Regions from separate parts of the Hordeum vulgare genome. Here regions 1 and 3 are each linked to region 2. A link is a contact called in public Hi-C data. All regions are on one chromosome and are shown on one strand. Each heading gives the region's core, a stretch centred on a gene start, on an enhancer-like site or on the middle of the called end of the contact. The rest is flanking DNA. Distances are from core to core; before and after follow the strand shown.

What was found. Hi-C and Micro-C count contacts between places; a contact is called where the count stands out from the background.
Region 1: a Hi-C map of leaf shows a contact between it and region 2, with 4 times the contacts expected there. The contact joins the promoter of LOC123401593 here to the promoter of LOC123403346 in region 2. A contact is called at or near these places in 2 of 6 Hi-C or Micro-C datasets (leaf and seedling) and 1 of 1 datasets of contacts at active chromatin or transcription factors (embryo).
Region 3: a Hi-C map of seedling shows a contact between it and region 2, with 4 times the contacts expected there. The contact joins the promoter of LOC123404478 here to the promoter of LOC123403346 in region 2. A contact is called at or near these places in 3 of 6 Hi-C or Micro-C datasets (leaf and seedling).

The regions. Positions count from the first base shown.
Region 1 is chr6H:90,976,553-90,979,863 of MorexV3_pseudomolecules_assembly, forward strand. LOC123401593 (protein PECTIC ARABINOGALACTAN SYNTHESIS-RELATED-like) reads left to right here and starts at 1,752. Exons shown (of 11, transcript XM_045095419.1): 1 at 1,752-2,141; 2 at 2,224-2,274; 3 at 2,368-2,458; 4 at 3,122-3,198. The coding sequence starts at 1,803.
Region 2 is chr6H:90,464,740-90,467,842 of MorexV3_pseudomolecules_assembly, forward strand. It overlaps LOC123403346, which reads right to left and starts at 1,821. Exons shown (of 2, transcript XM_045097289.1): 1 at 1,496-1,821. The coding sequence starts at 1,666.
Region 3 is chr6H:90,763,055-90,766,227 of MorexV3_pseudomolecules_assembly, forward strand. LOC123404478 (L-type lectin-domain containing receptor kinase SIT2-like) reads right to left here and starts at 1,514. Exons shown (of 1, transcript XM_045098411.1): 1 at 1-1,514. The coding sequence starts at 1,068.

The DNA of each region.
Region 1 (3,311 bases), core at 502-3,001, 510 kb after region 2:
TTTCTCCCCCTTTCTCCTCCCTTTCCCTCCATTTCTCCCATCTCCCCCCTCGTCGCCGCTCCCATCATCCGACCGCCATGCCATCGAAGAAGAAGTACACCTTCCCTAGCCCCGTCACCGCTGCCGATTCCAGCCAACCGAAGCAGTGGAAGCCGAGGAAGTCGGTGGCTAGGCCGGCGGGCGTTTCGGACGCCGAGTGGAGGGCGGATGTGCAACACCGGGAGGCGGTCACAACAGACCCGCAGAGGAGACTCGACGCCAAGAAGATCAGGGACGTGGCGGCGACGGCGGTGGCGGTCGATTAGGAAGAGCGCCCCGCGTGGGGATGATGAATCCTCCCGGCCGTAACCCGCAGGCCGCATGGAGGGGCCGCCAAGGCATTGTGTCGCCGGCCAACCTCTTGCCACCGATGCCGCCCTAGGGGTACGTACCCTCGCCTGGCTACTTCGACGGTGTCGCACATGGTGGTAATAATCCCAACACCACCTTTCCGCATGGCGCGCCGCAACGTTCCTCCCCCACCGGTTTCAGCCATGACCCGCGTACCCCCTCACCCGCGTTCAACGCCCGCCTCAACACCCAGTACAACTACTCGCAGTATGCGTACTCGTCAGCAGCCTTGCATGCACCGTCTCTACGCCGTGGTGTCCTTCCATTCGCGCCCACTTCGTCGCTGCAGTTTAACTACACCGACCCCGACTTTGTCAACATCCACATGGACCGGAGCGAGAAGGCCATGGTGAACCACTGGTCGACGATCTAGACGGCCTGCAACAAGTAGCATGGGATCGTCGAGGAGGCCGCGACGACGGCGGTGAGCCGGGGAGCTACGACTCGGGCACATAGAAGGGGAGGAACCATCCACACGCGAGCCAACAAATTTAGTTCAGATGGATAAGGGTCGGTGAGGAGACCACGAGTGAAATGGGTAAAAAGGCAGGGGATTTTATGCAAAAGTGTGGGCGACGACCGCCCCGTCCACTTGGCTGTCAGTTGGCTGTCTCTGATTGGTCCAGGACTAAATCATCATATACACAACAAGTTATAGGACGACGGGGTCAAGTTTTGCAAAATTTGGACTAAATCATCACATATAACAAAGTTGTAGGACTTGGGGGAGTAGGGCATTTTGGAGACCATGCTCCATGGAGCCCTTTATTTTGAATTTTTTTTTTCAAAATTCATGAATTTCAGTTTAAAAAATTCTGAAAATAAATATACATGCATGCAAGTATGTAAAGTGTATGTGTGAAAAATTTCAGGATGAAATACTTTGAATTGCGAGCTGCACAAAAAAATAAAATCATGGACTTTAAAAATAAACAATATATATGTTAAAAACACCAAATTTATCTTTTTGTGCAGCTCACATTTTAATGTATTTTGACCTGAAGATTTGCACACATGTACATTATGTATCTTGGTACATGTGTATTTATTTCCAGAATTTTATAAAGTTAAATTTTTTGAAATTTGAATTTTTTAAATAAAGACCTATATAAAGCTCGGCCTCGGTTTGGCATTTTCGGACTTGGGATGCTTTTATAACTCAACAAAAAAGACATTGGCTGTGGAACTTCCATAGCCAATAGCCAAATGGAAGGGACGGTTTCTGTCCACGATTTGCTCTGCGCAAGTCAGGGATGACTGGCCACTCACAGCCGTCGGATCGAGAATCGAAGCATGAGATCGACTCAGGTGCGCTCCCACTACCGTCACGCACCGAAAGCGAAGTCCTGAGACTGCACGCTGAAACAGGCACACTCCCACTCTCGTCTCGCACCGCGCCGCCGGCGGAAGCGATGGCGGAGCTTCGGCACTCGACGGCGGCGGCGGCCGCCCGCGCATCCAACTCTCCGGCAAAGCGCGACTCCGACGCGTCCTCCGCTTCCTCCCCATTCGCTTCCACCTCCGCCGCCCGCGGCCGCGACGACGACGGCAAGGACGCCCACCGCTCCTCACTTCTCCCCCCGCACCACCATCACCACAGGCAGCTCCTTCCGTCTCCCCTCCGCTCCCTCCTCGCCCTCGAGGACCCCAGGACCCCCACCGCCTCCCTCTCCTACCGGATCTTGCTCGCCGTCCTCGCGCTCCTCCTGCTCGCGGCCCTCTTCTCCGCGCCCTCCCTCTGGTCCCGCTTCGTGAGTTCCTTCTCCCTCTCTCTACGCTCGGTTTCATCAGAATCCCAAGCTAGCACTTACATTTTTTGCTTCTTTATCCTAGAACACGCCCTACTTGTGCCAGAAGGAGGGGATCACGCTACATTGCCCCCAGGTGAAGTGCTCCTGATCTCAGCAACCATTCTGGCGATTCGTGTTCACGTGAGATTTTTTTTTGTTCTGGTGAATTCAATTGTATTGGGCGCAGACGAAGGAGCCTCTCTCGCTGTGGGAGAACCCACGTGCTGCCACCGCGTCCTGGAAGCCCTGCGCAGAGCGTCGAAGCGACGAGCCCTCAGGCAAGTCCAGCATTGACACTACTTGAAAGACAAAAAATGTAGCATATGCTGCACCATTCACTTTTAGCCTTGCTGTACTCAGTCACTGTGAGGTCGCTTATTGCTTAACTACACAACCTAGATTTATGGCAACTATTTAAACTCTTGGTATGCTTAGTGTTTACTGTGATGTGTGAAATTTGTTAGGGTGGCTAAAACCTGAATGACAGTGTTCTTCGAGAGTTCAGTTTTGACCCATAATTCCATACTTTCATTTTCATGTAAGGTTGCAGATTTATGAGGCAGCGTATGGGAACTGAATGCATCTTATTGCTATGAAATATTGCCAACATTAGTGTGGGTTTAAAATTGTAATGCACTTCTCATTCATAGACTTCTGTCAGCAATGTGAGTCAGAGCACAGAATACTTTCTATGTAAAGCGCAATGCCAGTTCTTATGAAAACATCTTCTAGCCATGTTTTTGTGATATTTCCCCGTAGAACCATAGTGTTCCCCTGCAAGAAAGGATACCTCAGTCAGTGGAGAGATGTGCACCCTCTGTTATATACATAAACTTTTCGGTAAAAAAAAATCACCTTCTGAATTTTTCATAGAACATTTGTTTCCTTTCATGATTGGGCACTGATAAGTGATAATTATTACATCATTGTATATAATGCAGATGTCCCACCTGAGAACAAAACCTCTGGGTATATTTTTATTCATGCCGAAGGTGGACTGAACCAGCAACGAATAGCTGTATGTATGCACTCCTGTTTTTCACTTTTTCTCAGCCTTCCTCACCTTATCTTGTGTGATTGTTAAATCTTTGTTTCAGTGGTGCAATGTTTTTTTTTTCTGTTGAAGCATAG
Region 2 (3,103 bases), core at 571-3,070:
ACCTTTGCCACTGTGACCTCACGACAGCTGAACAGGTAAGACAACACAGATTCACACCTTTGTTTGAAAGGTCAGGTAAGTGTGTGGAGGGCGTGGGGAGGCATTAGCCCACTTGAACTGTTTTCCCATCAAGATGTTGAGCCCAAAAATAACGGTCAGATAGAGTTATATATTTCAGGCAGGGGAGAGGTGACCGAGCACACAATCCAAACAACAGCAAAACTAGCAGATACAAACTTCACCAACTAATAGAGGCCAGAGGATGGGGAGAATAATCCCTGTTCATGAGTTATATAAATAATAAATGGTATAGACATCCCATTTCTCAACTCAATCGATGAAGAAAATTATTTGGGGTACCCCATTACTACCAAAAAATGAAAGAAACTAAGGTAACAAACTAGCATACCAACTAGGGGAGAACAGAAAGAGCAGAAAATAGGACTGTGCTGACACAAACAAATCATCAGAAAAACACACTATGAAACTGAAACCAAGTCTTATCAATTACCATAAGAAAATTACTAAATCTAGCTGCAGAATTGTGCGGGAAGTTCAAACACTTAGAAAATAATTAATTAGTAAAACTAGCTTCACAATTGCGCGGGAACTCAAAACTCTTTTAATGAAAACTATTGTAACTGTGTGGGACACTAGGAATACGCTCGAATCTATATTCGGCATGGCAATTACAATCCGAAATGAGATCTTGACAAGGATTAACAAAACAGGTTTACAAAACGGTATTGAGATCTAAACAAGGATTAACAAAACAGATCTACAAATGGGATATGAGATCTAGACAAGGATTAACAGAACAGATTTGTAGGCTACAATGCATCTGTTCTACTTGTCCACTTTGCAAGCTCAGTTCTCATAAGTTTGTAAACACCATCCCTAGAGCTTACTCAGCGTGCTAACAGAAATCGTTTAGTAAATAGCAAGTTGAAATACTGACAGGTCTGAGGTATGTACGAGCCTACGAGCGCTTTACATAGTGGAAGCATTTCCCTGTGTGTGCATCACTTGACAATCTTCCTCCCTTTTACCTCTCAGGAGGAGAAACATGAGAACAAACATGCTAGCCTAAGGGGAATATGGCCGAAAAGAACAGGTGCGCGTAAGTAGGGAGGCACCCACCCAAACACCTAAGCATCTTCTGGCACGAATCATACCTAACAAACCCTAAACCTCAGAGCCTAGAACCCTAAGACCTAGAACGAATCATAACACCTAACCCCTGTTTGTCGCTCCGCGCGAAATCCCAAGGCGGATTACGCCATGGAGAAGAGAAGACGGTCCAAAGCGAAACTGAAATCGGGGAAAACCCACCGCGTCCGTTTTAATCGCGTGATCAGCCTCTGGCGGGTGTGGAACTCGCTGATTTCCCGTTCTGCAACGCACGGCGAGGGTCGAGACGCCACGAAGCGCACGAAATGGAGGCGGAAGGGGAGAGGGGATGCGAGGGCAGAAAGAGCGAGGGGAGGGTTCTCACCGCCTGCAGCGCGAGGGACGGCTGGCCCTCCTGGAGCAGCCCGCGGGCGCGGGACAGCATGCTCCACCCATCTCCGGCCGCCGCTGGCTGCGGCTGCGGCGGCGGAGGCTGCTGTGGCTGGGGCTGGGGCGGATGCTCCGCGGGCTCCATCTCGACGTCGGACGGGTCCATCAGTGGCGCCCCCCGATCGACTGCGCGCTCTGGTATGCGCTCCGCCGCCGCGAGGTGCACGGCGTCGCGGGGTGATGGCTGGTCACTGCGGGCGACGGCTGCTCTGCGGCTGCGGTGCCACGCCTCCAGATGCTTCCAGGTGGTGTGTGCCTCCTCGGGCAGTCGGGGGCGGCCCTCGTATTCGGTTTCTAAAAGAATACACGCACGTGAAATCCTTCGAAAATTTACGAATTCGCCCCTGCCCCGTGTACTTTGCCGGATAGACGGTAGTCTTCAACACTCACCGGCAAACTTTTCTCATGTTTTCTTTAAAGAACAAACTTTATTGGATCATTAATGGGCGCGTTTGGTTGCATGCATAAGCCCAACCAGGTCCGTGTGAAAAGGATTCTGGTTGTTTCATTACCCTCCATATATTGTTCGGCATGTACGACATGGACTTCACTCCGAGTCAAGCCCAAAAACTACGTTTGGATTGGCAGTTTGTCAACAGCGAGGCTCGTGTGAAGCAGGGGGAGGGGCGACGTGGCGTGAGCTTGCGTGCATCTCTGAAAAATCGGCTCGAGGATTTCGGCTCACCTCCCTTCAATTCGGTCGTGCTATTTAGCCCCATCCTCTCATCGTTCAAAGCCCAGCCACCCTTCTCCCCCTGTCGAGCTTTCCCGCCGATGCGCATCGACACCGGTGACCAGGTAAGCGGAGGTCCTTCATCGATCGGCGGTCCACAACGGCAGCGACTCATGTCCTCAAATTTCTCCGACCCTCCCCCCTCCCCCGAGCTGGAACCATGGCCTGTGTGAGTTCAATCATCTCTTTCTTTGTGTTCATTCTAGCTAGATCTGAGAGAATGTGGTCGTAGGGTTGACTTGCATTGATCTGTGAGCATATGCTAGATTTTGATGTAGTGGTAGCTATTTTGTGCTGGATCTGTGTAGCTAGAGTAGTATGATAGTGATGAACACTATGGATTCATAGCTAGTTGTGTAAGACTTGTAGCATGCTAGAGTAGCTATTTGTGATGAACACAATGGATTCATAGCTAGTTCTGATGTTGACGTATCTATTGGTTGTCGTATCTATTGATGATGGATTCATATCTAGTTAACATGTAAGCTCCTCCTTTCATAGATCGTCAGGTTGTGATGGTGTGGTGTTGTCTATGTTATGCTTACTGTCTATGCGTGATGCGACTGTAGTATATGACCATGTAGACACAAGATCTTAGTTAGGCCCTTGTCCTGTCCGACAGCCAGATCGCGGCCTCCTATGTCGAGGACTCGCAGCCCCTCGATCAGAACATGACTGGTGATTCAGATGTGTTCGAGGTTGATTAGAGGGGGTGAATAGGCAACTACTAATTTTTAGCTCTTTTAAAAAATTAGGGTTAGCAGCCAAAGGCTTGTCTAGATATGCAACTAGGTGAACAATCTATATGAT
Region 3 (3,173 bases), core at 264-2,763, 300 kb after region 2:
GGCTTGGAAAAGATCTTTGTACGCGAACCGGTGCGGCCCGAACTCCATCTCCCAATCTTCCCGCACTTCCGTGTACCTCAACCGCCTTCTCACAAGCAGAACCAAGGCGATGCCGACGGCGAGGACGACAACGGCGCTTGCTATTGGCAGGGTTATCTCCAGGACTCTTGAGCGAGGCTTGGGCCCCAGCTGCGGCAGCTTTGGCAGCTTGGCGGCGTCAATCGCCGGGGCAGGTCCGTCTATGCCCAAGCTCCAACCAAGAACGTAGTGCCGGGTGTTCACCGGTCCCGTCGACGACGAGAAGCCGATGTACGACGGCTCCACTGCTAGCACCGTGGACAGGTTTTGGGTGGTGCTGAGCAACGGCTTGCTGGGTCTCGCCATCCAAAGTGGAGCCATGGTGACATCGATCTGGGTGGTCACCCTGTCGTAGTCCACCCAGAATTGCATCGCGGCACGGCTGATGAGGCTTACATTCTGGAAGCCGCCGCCGTTACGGTCGTCGTAGTAGCCAGCCTCGTGGGACACCACGGAGGTAAGGCCGTTGATGTCGACACCGACGTGGTTGTTGTTGATGTCACGGAACTCGATGTTCTGCACGGTGTCCAGCTCGACGGCGAACAGGTGGTTGGCCGCGCTGCCGTCGTTCTGGGCGTTGGTGACGCCGAAGTACTGGTCCGTGAGCCCGGCCGACAGGCTCCTGACGCCGGGCGCGATGACGAGCGCCAGGCCGTGGGTGCTGAAGTCGGTGTAGCTGGAGACGATGCCGCAGACGAAGGCGACCGAGAAGGACCGCACCGTGCCGGTGCCGTCCGGTGACCCGCGGAGCCGCAGGGGGGCCGGGTGGAACGCGTGGCCCTTCTGGTGGGTGGTGGCGTTTGTCAGCTCCACCAGGCCGGTCGCCGTGATGGTGGCCGCGCCGTCGAGGACGAGGTTCGAGCCGGTGAAGCCGGTGTAGACGAACTGCTCGCCGTCGGCGTCGGCAGCGGCGACGACGGGCGGAAGTGGAAGGATGACGCCAGCGGAGAGGAAGAGGATCAGGAGGAAGAACATGTGCATCATCGCCATTCGTGGATTGAAGACTGAAGTGATGAAGTGACGAGGCACCTTTAGCTGTAGGAGAATGCGTCTGCGCGAGGTTGTCTGAAAATCACATCAACGGAGTAGTCGTATTAATTAATTATTTGACTCCTTTCAGTCCTCCCAAGGCACGCATGCAGGCGCAGCGGTGTGAACCGATGACCACCGGCCGGCGGCTAGTCCGGCGGGCGACGGCGACGTGTATGTTTGAACGTGGATGAGAACGAAGGTGAACCACAGGCCTGCTGCCCGCGGGAGAAAAATGCAGGAAACGACCAATGGAGTCAGCCAATCAGTCCAAGTCAACATGGATGGAGCTACCATGACGACGCCAACTGCAAACAAGTGTACTCAGCCGTCGCTGTGTGGAGTATAATAAAAGTCCGGTCTAAGGACCACATTCGATCGGTCCGAAAGATCAGTACCGCCAACTCTTCTTATATTATCATTTCCAATATATGTGTTTGTGTGGTACTCAAAATAACTGAAGTTTTAGGATTTCTTCAAGTAAAAAAAAATACAGTTTGACCAAGTCGATAGAAAAATCCGCAAATATCTACAAAATCAGTTACATGCTCCTTCCGTTCTTAAATATAATTTTTTTCACAGATTCCAATTACATACTCCCTCAGTACCGCCAACTCTTCTTATCTTATCAATTCCAATATATGTTTTGTCTGGTACTCAAAATAACTGAAGTTTTAGGATTTCTTTTGAATCAATTTTTAAAGGTTCGACCGAGCGAGTCTATAGAAAAATCCACAAATATCTATGATATCAATTACATACTCCCTCCATTTTTATAAAACTTCATTACAGATTTCAATAGATATTACATCTGAATGCATATAAATATACTCTATTTTAAAGTGTAAATTCACTTATTTTGCTCTGTATGTAGTATCTATTAAAACCTCAAAAAAAACTTACATTTAGAAACGGATGGAGTATTATATAAAAATTAATTTAATACTGAATCTAGTGAAGTAATCTGGTTTTGTAGATGTTGATATTTTCTTGTATGTACTTGGTCAAACTTAATGAGGTTTGACTCAGAAAAGTCCGCAAATATGATTGCTGGTCCAGCCCTGTACAATTGGCATGATGTTGATTAATTAACAATGCCTTCTGGAATAGGGTCCGCCCTATTGCTACACCAACATGTTCACCTCACGTCAGGCTCACAGTGAGAACTGATGTTTTGGATCAAAGGAAAATTTAGTTTGGATGATCCAAATAAGGGTGTCGCATCAGTTAGCAATTTGTCATGCTCTATGCAAAACAATGTGCATAATAGGGTTGTATTTCTAAGAACGGCTCTTACAAAATCGTCAAAGGTTGATTTATTCCGGATGCGTTGATGTGCATCACACGTACCTCCTGATCTTTTAAAACTTTTTAACTTTGGACATCAAGCGAGAAGAGGTTAAGCATGAAAATCGGAAATCAACTATTGTCTATTGCTATAAATGGATTTACATCTTCCGCAAAAGAAAAATAAAGAAATTATGTAAGGGAAAAAAACCGCATTCTCCCTCGTTTTCTCATCTACTCATCTCGCCAAGAAAACAAAGGAATCTGTAAGGCACAATTTCCCCCCAAAAGAGCTTAAAATCCCTGGCATCAGCATTTGTTGTTTGATGCACACAACAATTCATGTGAAGCTCGTATATATTGATGAGTAAATATACCATACAAAAGATATGAGATTAATTGCTCATATCTATACCTAATATCTATATCTATACCTAATAATAAAGCGGCTATTGCTTTCGTCGGAAAACCCATCACGACATTTTTATAAAAAAGCCCCTGTAATTTTGTTATTCAACCCACGCTCCATTATTTATCTGCAACGCAAAAGGAAAAAAACGATTCGCTGTAAAAATTATACCCATACGCATCGCCTCCTCCCGTCGACCCATGGCCACGCTGGCATGTGCCCAGGCCGCCGCCACACCACTCGCCGCCGCGGCCGACCTCAACCACCACCGCTGCCGATCTCAACCCACCCGCCTCCGCGGCTGTACCTCTCCCCGCTCACTTCCCCCGTTGCGGCGCTCGAGCACATCGCGTCGACCCTCGTCCACCCT